2 separate regions of the Gossypium hirsutum genome follow, and region 1 is linked to region 2. A link is a contact called in public Hi-C data. All regions are on one chromosome and are shown on one strand. The core of a region is the stretch at or near the end of the contact, and the rest is flanking DNA. Distances in the headings are between cores, read along the strand shown.

The links. Hi-C and Micro-C count contacts between places; a contact is called where the count stands out from the background.
Region 1: a Hi-C map of leaf shows a contact between it and region 2, with 4 times the contacts expected there. The contact joins the promoter of LOC107900691 here to the promoter of LOC107900694 in region 2. A contact is called at or near these places in 16 of 34 Hi-C or Micro-C datasets (anther, callus, fibers and 4 more).

Annotation. Positions count from the first base shown.
Region 1 is chrD08:54,919,606-54,925,358 of Gossypium_hirsutum_v2.1, forward strand. It overlaps LOC107900691 (arabinosyltransferase XEG113), which reads left to right and starts at 2,107. Exons shown (of 13, transcript XM_016826373.2): 1 at 2,107-2,541; 2 at 2,888-3,157; 3 at 3,231-3,436; 4 at 3,790-3,895; 5 at 4,254-4,510; 6 at 4,714-4,849; 7 at 5,642-5,736. The coding sequence starts at 2,349.
Region 2 is chrD08:54,720,997-54,727,026 of Gossypium_hirsutum_v2.1, forward strand. LOC107900694 reads left to right here and starts at 4,715. Exons shown (of 6, transcript XR_005916871.1): 1 at 4,715-5,031; 2 at 5,147-5,214; 3 at 5,424-5,506. LOC107900692 (AP-4 complex subunit epsilon) reads left to right here. Exons shown (of 11, transcript XM_041098415.1): 6 at 1-43; 7 at 656-712; 8 at 819-935; 9 at 1,098-1,175; 10 at 2,055-2,198; 11 at 2,846-4,364. The coding sequence ends at 3,892.

The sequences.
Region 1 (5,753 bases), core at 857-3,356, 200 kb after region 2:
ACTAACAAACTTATCACCTTTAGAACGTTGATTATGAGCAAAACATAAGCACCAAAACACACGAAGATCATCAAACAAAGGACGGCTACCAAACAACATTTCATAGGGTGTTTTATTGTGAAGAAGAGGTGAAGGAGTTTGATTAATGAGATGAGATGTAGCCAACACGCACTCTCCCCCAAAAGATATAAGTAGATTTCCCTGGAAACGTAAAGCACGAGCTACATTTAAAATATGTTGATGTTTCCTCTCCACTTTCCCATTTTGTTGAAGAGCCTCAACTCAAGATGTTTGAAAAATAATGCCATTTGCAAGAAAATAATCCTGAACAATTAAATTTCGTCATATTATCACTTCTAACACACTTTTTTTATTGAGAAATTGGCGGTCAACCATAGCAATGAATAACATGAAAACTTTGAAAACCTCTTTTTTTTATTTTCCAATAGATATACCCAAATAGCACGAGAAAAATCATCAACTAATGTCAAAAAACAATGAGATCCACAAGATGAAGGAGTGTCATAAAAACCCCATAAATCACAATGAACTAACTCAAAAATACGAGTGGTTTTTTGTTCACTAATTGAAAAGTTATTTCTAGCCTGCTTAGCACGATGACAAATTTAACATGCTTTATTTAGATTATCTCTAGAGTTACTAACATAAGGAAGTAATTTTACTACTTTCTCGGAAGGGTGACCCAATCTTCTATGCCAAAGTTCCAAAGAGGATGAAGCTTCAATTGAAACCACTTTGACCATCGAAACATGTCGGAAGTAGTAAAGTCCATCTCGTCTCTCACCCGTTCCAATCAGCTCCCTCGAATGAAGGTGAATAGCATATATGATAGTAGAAGATTGGACAAAACAGTTCATATCATCATTCAACTGGGAAACCAAAATTAAATTACAGTTTAATTTAGGAATGTAAAGAACGTGTTTTAATTGAATTTTTTCCTCAATTTAACCATTCCTTCTTGGGTAGCCACCATTGTTTGGCCATCAGAGAGTCCTATGGAACATGCTACAGCATCTCTCACATTCGTCAAACACATAAGATCACTCGTAACATGATTTGAACACCCCGTATCAATAATCCAATTATTATTGAACTTACCATTCAACCGAGTGGAAGTTGATTGTTTATTACCAAACACCGCTAAAAGAGACTACTATTGCTCAACGGTAAAACCAGGAAGTGTCGCCCTCCTTGGTGGTGATGGAGGAGGAGCAGACTCGCCGCCAGGCATTTAGAATGATGAAAGAAAAAAAAATTGTGTCAAAAACCTTGTTCAGATGCCACTTGAATTTTATTGATAGACCTTAAGGATATATATATCTATACAGTAGTAGTTACGTAGGAATCAAATTGCTAAAAGATAATATCCTATAATATCCATTATGAATCAAATTGCTAAGAGATAATATCATATCATAATATCCTAACACTTTTAAATAATTTCTTTTTCACATGTGCGCAGAAAGATCAGTTTACTTATTTTTTTTACTCGAAGAAAAAAATGCAATATAGAAATTATTATGGTATTTTTACTTAAATATGCATAGTTACATCTCTCATTTCTCACCTCCTCTTATTCAAATTTAGAATGAATTTTTTTGGTGTTGTAAAATATTTAGAATGGTTTGTTTTATATGCTAAGATGAACTTTCCTTTAATTTTTCTAATCTACCAATTATATCACCTTTCCAACTTTTTATTCCCCTTTACTTTTACAAATAAAATTTAATTTTACGTAGATTAATTAAAAATTTCTTGAAAATCCCCGAGTGTGAACCGAGGGGGTTTTCACTCTAGTGAAATATTTGTTATTTTGTAAGCAAAATGAAATATTGCATTGACTAAAACATGTATCAAATGAAGGGATTGTAAAATGTTTTCCAAGTAAAAACCAAGCCATAATCCCACAAAATTCGGACAAGATTCTGAAATGTTGTCCATCACCAAGCTCTGCTCTGCACCAGACACCCTGATCTTAAAACCACTTATCGCTTGCCATTTTGTGTATGACTCAATAGAAATCTATTCTCTTCTATGTTGTTGTAAATTTTATAATAGTCCCTATGCCAGCTTGCCACATGGTAAATTCTAAAATAATAGCTGATTTGTGATATAAATAAAAGACAAGGGGCTGGGAAAGTTGACCAAGCTATAGCCTACAGCTCTTACATAACAAGTTGCTACAGCTATTGAATTTGATCTGAAAACTCCTAAATTAAACATGGAGTCCGGACTACTATAATCGAAACCCCCTTTCCTTTGTTTCGCATTTTCATCCTGAAAAAATTCAACGCCAAAAAGAGATCAAGTTGGAACCCACAGCAAAGATGGGGGGATGGAGAAACGCAGTTCAAGAGGCTGCTGCTTCTAAACCTCTGTTTCTGACGATATACACCACCATTATCGTGGGGATAGTGGCGACTTCTTTTTATGTGTTCTCCGCCATTTACTCTCCATCCGCTTCCACCAGCACCCAGTCTATCTCTACTTCTTGGCTTTCCTCCCCTCCTCTCTCCCAAAGTACGCTCCTTGTTCTTTTTTCTTTTGTTTTTTAATTTAAGCTTCTATGTATGTGCAAATGGCATATCATATGTTATTAGAACAACTGAGTAAACATTGTTTTCGTTATTGGATCCTAATCAAAATGGAATATTGCTAATGGGTTTTTGTTAGTTTGACTTTTTGTTTGTATGTTAGACCCTTTCTTCCCCTAGCTTCTTTTATGGAATTATGTTGCAATTTTGAAGACTTTCTTTGATACCCTTTATTATGATGTTCTGTTCAGTACATCAACTTCACTCTTTTAGCATTTGCTTTACCATTAGTCAATTACATGATTTTATTAACTGATGTCCTCAAATGGTAGATGGTGGTTCTAATTTCAGTAACAACATTTCTCAACCAACAGACAAAGCATCACAACCTGGTAGCAACCAGTTGAAAACTATATGGGAGGCTCCGCCTAGTAATTCGAAAATGCCACCTTTGGAGTCCTTTAAATTAACAAAAGAACTGGTTGGAGAAAGGGCGAAAGACAATGTCATTATTGTCACCTTTGGCAACTTTGCGTTTATGGATTTCATCTTGACTTGGGTTAAACACTTGACGGATCTTGATGTTTCTAATCTTCTTGTTGGTAAGTTGTTAAAATCTTCCTGCAGTTAACTGTGCTTAAAAGTGGACAATGAATTGGAATCGTTGTGATTTAGGTGCTATGGACACCAAACTGTTGGAGGCTTTGTATTGGGAAGGTGTTCCAGTATTTGATATGGGCAGCGATATGAGCACAATAGATGTTGGATGGGGCTCTCCTACATTTCATAAAATGGGGAGAGAGAAAGTATTACTTATAAATGCTATACTTCCTTTTGGTTATGAGCTATTGATGTGTGATACAGACATGGTGTGGCTCAAGGTACTCCCTTTCCAATCCAGATCAAGTTTTTCTTTGTTGTTTACATGACACTAAGCTATAGTTTGATTGTTTCACTTTTTCTTCCCTTAAATTGGATAAGTTTTATTTTATTACAATGCTATCATACTGTGGAAGAATATGGATTTCTCTGATTCTATAAGAAATAAAATTTCAGTGAGAAATACTAGTTTTTCCTGGCGGTTGCATTTGCTTTGTGTGTACTTTTATTGGCTTGTGTAATGCTTCTTACTCTGCTGTCATCATTTCTTTATATTTTAAATCATGATCCTTAATGGTCACTTCAGAAGATATACATTAAAGTCATACTTGATGTGGCTTGCCCCTTTCCACAGGATCCGCTTCCATATCTTGCTCAGTACCCTGATGCTGATATCTTAACTTCAAGCGACCAAGTTGTGCCAACAGTTGTTGATGACAGATTGGCTGATTGGAAACAAGGTAAAAAATGTTTCAAGTTGTGGCCCAGAGTAGTATTGTTACTGGAGACCTGCCCTCTTCTTTTCTAGGAGAAGAGAGTAGAAAGGTTGTCGATTGATGTAGCGTTTTAATTTCGCATATCCTACGCTGCCTTTAGATTGCTTTCACCTTCTATGTTAAGTGTTAAACTCTTCATTTATGAAGCAGGGACTGCTCAGTTTGCACTGCAGCCTTAAGCCTCTTTTTCCATTTGTTGTTAACACTCAGTGCACTGAATTAGAGAATGTCTAACTTATAAATTTATCATTTTCTTCTTTTTACTCTTATTACCAGTCTTGTGACTCCTTCGCTCAACTGATTCTATCTTTTCCTTGAATAGTTGGTGCTGCCTACAATATAGGAATTTTCCACTGGCGGCCGACAGAGCCTGCCATAAAACTGGCAAAAGAATGGAAAGATATGCTTTTAGCTGATGACAAGATATGGGATCAGAATGGATTTAATGAACTTGCACGCAAGCAGACAGGGCCAGCCGTTGATGATGATAGTGGACTTTTTTATGCGTTTGATGGAACTCTCAAGCTGGGAATTCTACCAGAAAGTATATTTTGTAGTGGACACACTTATTTTGTTCAGGTGGGATCTGTATGCTTGTTCACGGTGAATTTGATAGTCTTATGTTTTTATTTTACTGATGGTTGTTGAAATTCCAGTTTTTGCACTTATATGCCTTTTTGTGTTTATACCCTTGAGCTTTAATTTATCTTGCTTGTACCTGTTAGTAAATAGCAGCATATGTTGTATATTAAGCTTGTCTTAAGCCTTAATGCTATTGGCAGGCCATGTATGAACAACTTAGGCTGGAGCCATATGCATTGCACACTACATTCCAGTATGGTGGTACTGAAGGGAAGCGTCATCGGCTGCGGGAGGCCATGGTTTTCTATGATCCACCAGAGTACTATGATGCACCAGGTAATTTTGTGCCAGTTCTTTTCCAGATGTGATGTTAGGACTTATATTATGATTACAAATGTTCTGTACCAACTATAATGTATGGGGTATTTTTGTGCCAGCTCTTCTGATATTTGGTTTTAGTACCAATATTATCTCATCGAAGCTGTTTAAGACAGTTCCTGCATCCTGCAGAGCTTCAGTTATATTTATCGATCTGACATGGACATGCTAAAGATTTTGCAATTTTTTTCCTTCATGTAGAGATGAATGGGTCATATCTTAAATGGATTATGGCATCAGACATATGTTATGCGACGTGGGTGTTTTAGGATGAAGGAAATAGTACATGTAACATGCAGTTTGGTTACATTATTATCCTCCATAATAATTTATTTGCTTTCCCTAGGATATATCATTGGTTAAAACTTTGTGGAACAGATGAGTTAGATATGATAATTTGTCCTCCATGCATGAAGTGTATAATTCCACATTTGTATTTGCAATGAAACATCAACTGTTTTCACATTTTTTATATCTCTCCTATCATGTTTTATGCCTGTGTTGGTATGATGGGATGCAGGACAGTCTGAAATCTACTATCCTGCGAGTTTTATCAGGGAAACTTAAAGAGTTCTGTAGTGAAATGAGAACTTTCTTTAACTTTTACCTTTGGCCCCATTTTAAACAAAGGGGCTATCAATTTATCTAGCAAGAAAGATCAAAGTTAATTGAATTTCAGATATCGAAACTTCCTTTGATGTTCACAGAATGTTTTATGCTGCCAGTTAACTTATTGAAGGAATTGTGCAGGAGGATTCTTGTCATTTAAACCTTCTATTCCGAAGAGCTTGTTATTGGATGGGGAGCATAATCTAGAATCACACTTCTCTCTTATTAATTACCAAGTATGAGTGTATTATTT
Region 2 (6,030 bases), core at 3,465-5,964:
AGAGGATGATGATACTGCAGACAGTCAACTGAGATCATCTGCTGTAAGTTATTTACTTATTTTGATGATTGCCTTTCTGTGCGGTGCTTAGAGCCCATTATGGGTTGCTGCATGTCAAATTCAGGCATCGTATGAATTTATTACTTATTTACATATTGCATCTTGTTTAAAAATCTTCTTTATCTATGTTTTAATTAATAGCTTTTCAATTCGAATCTGAATAAAGAATTTTTCTCCTGAAAGCTTGAATCCTTGGATTTTGTGATACCTTGTGCTTTGTCTATTTTGTTAATAACATTAATTGAATTTCTTATTGATACATGCAGTCACTTCAATTAATTTTGAAGTCAAGCTTCGCCCTTGAAAATCTTTTAATTTTATACAGTCAATTAGCAAAATACGACTGGATTAAATGGTATTATTTGATGCTTAAGTATAAGATATAGCATGGGCATAACAGTTCTTTTTAATGGGATATGCCATGCATTAAGTTTTATGAACCTATAAGTATATGGGGATTTAATAATGAGTTTAACATTATTCTGGAAATCATTTTACCTCCTAAAGAACTGATAATTTTGTAGAAAAAGGCTGGAGCTTAAGGTCTAGATCTGATAATGCACCAAAAGAGTGACTTTTTTTTGTTTTGATGCAGGTGGAGTCATACTTGCACATTCTTGGTGAACCAAAGCTGCCATCCGTTTTTCTTCAAGTATGTTTTGTGCTAGAGTAAACCTTTGCATCTTTTTTTCATGCATGCAGGAAGTACTAAAATTTTGAGTATTATCTTAATTGTGACTTGTGAGTTTTGATTGCAGGTAATTTGCTGGGTCTTAGGGGAATATGGAACAGCTGATGGAAAGTACTCTGCTTCCTATATTACTGGGAAGTTATGTGATGTGGCGGAGGCATATTCGAATGATGAGACTGTTAAGGTATCAAGTAATATGGTTTAATGTTTCTTAAAGTTATTACTATATCTTTTTGCAGTTGAACAACATGTTTGTATATTTCACTCTTATAGTTATCTAAAAATCGATGCATGGTTCTTATATTCATTGTCTGAAAATGTGACTATCCTTCACATATTTTTAAAGGCATATGCAGTTACAGCCCTCATGAAAATATATGCATTTGAAATAGCAGCGGGGAGGAAAGTAGATATGCTGCCTGAGGTTGGTTTCCAAGCACTTGATTACAAATTTATTCTATGCAAATGCATACTCATTGCTGTCTTTGATGTGGTTGACTATTTACATCTCTTGGTAATTTTATGTTAGATTGCATGTCTTTAGTGCAACATGGTGAAAATAATTTAAAACTAGCATGGTAAGCTTTTCATGCATCTGATTGATGCTGAACAACATAATTTGAAAATAGTTCTTACGGATTTGCATTATTTTCAAGAACTCAAGTTGGAGGTTTGTATTTTGTAAGTTTGATAATAATCTTATAGACTACATTTTAGAAAGGTCTGGTTTTGGGGTTGTTTGGTTGCTTTAAACAGAAAATGTTAGCACTATAATTCTCTCAACATTAGCTAGTAAGGCTGTGTTTGTTTCATTGAAAACAATTTTCTGAAAAATGATTTTTGGAAAATGGATTAATTTTCTGGAAAAACTGATATTTTCTAGTGTTTAGATGATTTTATATAAAATATTTTTCGTTGTTTGGTAAATTTTCATGAAATCATTTTTTGAAAGTTGTTTTCAAGGAAACAAACACAACATTTATTATATTTGTGACAAAATATTATAGGGATATCTTTTGACAACTACAATTTACTTTATGATACGATAATTAATATCTTATATAGACTTAATAATAATCAATGACTAATTAAAACATAATAGATTAATAAATATTTATTATTAAATATTTATAAATTGCAATATATATTTATTATTAAAATAGTAATATAAATATTTTTCAATAAATATTAAGAATATTATTTAATATTTAAAATTGTTATTAATGTTAAAATTTATTATAAAAATAAAATTGTAGTTGTGACAAAATTTGTGGACTGAGTGGTCTGTCCTCTGTTGATGCAGTGTCATTCTTTAATGGAAGAATTTTTGGCTTCTCACTCGACAGATTTACAGCAACGGGCCTATGAATTGCAAGCTGTGATTGGCCTTGATGCTCATGCTGTTGAGAGTATTCTGCCATCAGATGCAAGTTGTGAAGATATTGAGGTGCTTTATTTTGGATTTTATGTACATATTCTCACTTTATGAACTTTGAATTTCGGGGCCCTGTTTTTAAAATCTATTTCTTTATAGTTTGAGTTCCTAAATCCCTCAAAGTCTTATGTTCCATATTGAAGCTTCCATGGCCTAAAATTCAGTTTTATAGAGTGTTCAGGACTTAAAACCTATGATTGATGTGTTATTTAAATGCTCTGACATCTGCCCTTTAGTTTTTGGTAAGTGTTATCTCTCCTTGCTTTCTCAAATATTATGTGCTACATCTTTTAATTTTGAAATTTTCCTTGAGGAAAGAGTAATGCCATAGCCTCCTGCACTTGTCTTCCGTTATTGCATTGAATTGACCTACATGTATGCTGGATAATTCTTTTCAAACATGCCCAATACTGGAGCTTCACAAGATTGTGAATATATCTGGTGCCAGATTAAGTGGTTGATGTTTAAAGCCCCTACATTTCTATGAAACCATAGTCCAGATATGTTCAGCCATTAAACTATTTTTGGGTACTTGCTAGGGCTATTTGTCATTTTAGTTCCTTGTTTGTTCTGTTAACTGCATCTTGGTGGAATATTATTTGCTAAATATATATTTTATTTTCATGCAAGAGTAGATCACTTTTAGTCCTCTCTTGCAGGTTGATAAAGCCCTTTCCTTCCTTAATGATTATATCCAAGAGTCAATTGAAAAAGGTGCTCAGCCCTATATTCCTGAGAGTGAACGCACTGGAATGTTAAATATCAGCAATTTTAGGAATCAAGATCACCATGAAGCTTCGTCACATGGTCTCAGGTTTGAGGCATATGAGCTTCCAAAGCAAACAGTGCAAGCGAGGATTCCTCCTGCATCACTTGCTTCAACTGAACTTGTTCCAGTGCCAGAGGCGATGTATCCTAGGGAAAGCTACCAGACTACTACTGTGCCATCTGTATCATCAGATGCAGCATCAACAGAGCTCAAGCTACGACTAGATGGAGTCCAAAAAAGGTGGGGTAGGCAAACACACTTTCCCTCAACATCTACCTCAAATTCCACATCCCTGAAAACAGTTAATGGTATCACGCAAGTTGATGGGTCAAATACTGCAAATTCAAGAACACGTGAAACCTATGATTCTAGGAAACAAGTTGAAATATCTCCAGAAAAGCAGAAACTGGCTGCTTCGCTGTTTGGAGGTCCATCAAAAACAGAAAAGAAGTCGGCTACTGGTCATAAGAGTTCAAAGCCAAGCAGCCACATGGTGAAGTCTAGTATGGAAGTTGCTTCAGAGAAGACATCTGTTCAACAACCTCCGGACTTGCTTGATTTTGGAGAACCAACTGTCAGAAGTACTGCTCCTTCACTAGATCCATTTAAAGATCTGGAGGGTCTTCTTGAGCCAACAACTCAAGTTTCTTCAGCAGTGAATCATAGTTCAACTGCTGCTGTTACGAAGTCCCCTGATATAATGGGATTGTACACAGAGACAACTGCTGGCGCACACCATAAAGACAGTGATATTTTATCTGGCTTGTCAAAGCCGCCAATGACAAATATGGTTGGTGGCACTACAACCATGCAAGTAGCTCAAAGTAGTAAGGGCCCCAACCTTAAAGATTCATTGGAAAAGGATGCACTGGTTAGGCAGATAGGTGTTACTCCATCGAGTCAGAATCCAAACTTGTTTAAAGATATACTCGGGTGAAATATATTGGGAAGGAAGGATTGACATGACTTACAGCAATGGGGTTTCATTATGGTTTTACTTCCATACAGCTAACAACTGGGCAGTTGATAGGTGAACCATACGAGCATTGAGGTATCATTAGCACAGATATGCAGAGATTGTGGTATTAATTTGATTCAGCCACCTCGAATGGGGTTTAAGAGTCAGGTACGGGTCTGTAGTTGTTGGACAGTACAGAGTTTCGTTTCTTTTTTTTGGAATATTATTTCCTTTTTTCCATTTTTGGGTCGTAGGCAAACAGCGCAAGACAGCGGTGTTCTTTGTAGTGAATTTGAGATTTCGTGGCTGTTCCAACTGCAAGGCTTTTTTTATATGGCTGGCTCAATCCGAAAAACGAAAACGGGTTTTTGTATTGTATGATGTTGAGTCTTTGTTGTGATGACAAATAATAATGCTTCAAAGTGGTATAATAAGGGCGAGTTTGGTTGAACGGTGTGTTTATTATAATTAGTGTAAAAATATCAGTGGCGGTGAGATTAAATATTATAACGGAAAACAAAAAAATAAGTTAAATGTATTATATCACATCGTTCACTCAAACCTGTTGGTGTGTTTGTTAAATATATATAATATATACATGTGCATATTTGCTTTGTATTAATATTATAGGTAATTTTGCCAAATTTCATCAAATTATATCATTTAAATTTTAGTATTAATTTTTTCGTTGATAAAAACTCTGGTATAATTTTTATGAGAAAATTTGGCTCAAATATATTAATGATAAACTTTCAGTGATATCATCTAATAAAATTAAAGAACTATATATTTTTTTATAAAAGTTAATGTTAAATTAGGTTACTCTGTAAATATCCGTACATGAACGGCTCCTAAATGTATCTCTACTGCTTGCTCGAGGCGATATTGGAGAAATTCTAAATTTTAACGTTGAATTGATTGGGAAATAGGAAGCATACTCTGCACACTTCAATTTTGGGTGTTCTTTGGTTGTTTGTATTGTATTTTATCCAAAAAGAAATGGGTAGCAGAAATGGCGGTGGAGCTCCTACGATGATAAGAAGAAGACAATCCGATTTTAAAATGTCCTTCAACCTCGCTCTTCGCTCCCTTCTCACTACCTGTTCTAAAGAGGCTAGGTCACCTTTTTTTCCTTTTTATTCTTGAGATTTTTTTTTTCTCTTGTAAGTTTTTCTCAAAGCTGGATCACAATGTGCATACTTTTAAATGGTTTTCTCTATTGTAATTATGAAGGATTTTAGTAAAGAATTTCCAAAATTTACAAGTACAGAGCAAGAACGTCTCTACCAGCGTTTATTCAGGTTCATTCTTTTTTCCCCCTTCAGTTGCCATATCAATAGTTCACTTTTGCATGCAAATCTTTTTCCAGGAATATCTTCTTATTATTTATGTTCTCTCGATCCTTAATAGAAGTATTCCTACTTCTCAAAAATAATTAATCTAAAAGAGGAAAAAGTAATATATATTTCAACACTATCTGGAACGAGTTTTTTTTTCTTGATTTTAACAGCGAGCTCCTTTTTGTCCAAGCCTTTAACCAATGGCGCTACGGATCATATTCAGGTCATTACCACTTTGCATGGGAGTATAGAGGTATACCGTATATATTACCCTTTGCTTTCATAACTCTTAAATTACGTTTGTTAGTGTTCTAATTATCTGTCCCCTTTATCTCTTTAAATTAGTTACAACAATCGCACCTAACAAGTGTTTGTAGTTAAGTGGTTTGCTATATTATATGAAAACTTTTCTCGACTCTGTTGCTTCCTTTGAATTGATTATTAGGGGGAACAGAAATTAGGTCAGTTTTCTCTACTAATTTATGGAATTACATAGCTGAATAGTATGAATCCTGATGGAAACAGCACAATCTCTAAATAAAAGTTATTGCAGCTTTCAGCGATAATTAAAGTAGCATCCATATCACTACTTACGCTGAGTAACAATGCAGCCAAGATGATTGCGTTATGTTTATCTGTTGTTCCACTTAGTTCTTCTAAACATTTTAGTATAAACCCTTTTATTACTTCTCTGGTTATTTCATTGATATCTGTTTATTAAACAACTGATCTATTTTGTTTTATCATTTGGATGTGTACACAAATCAAGGTAAAATA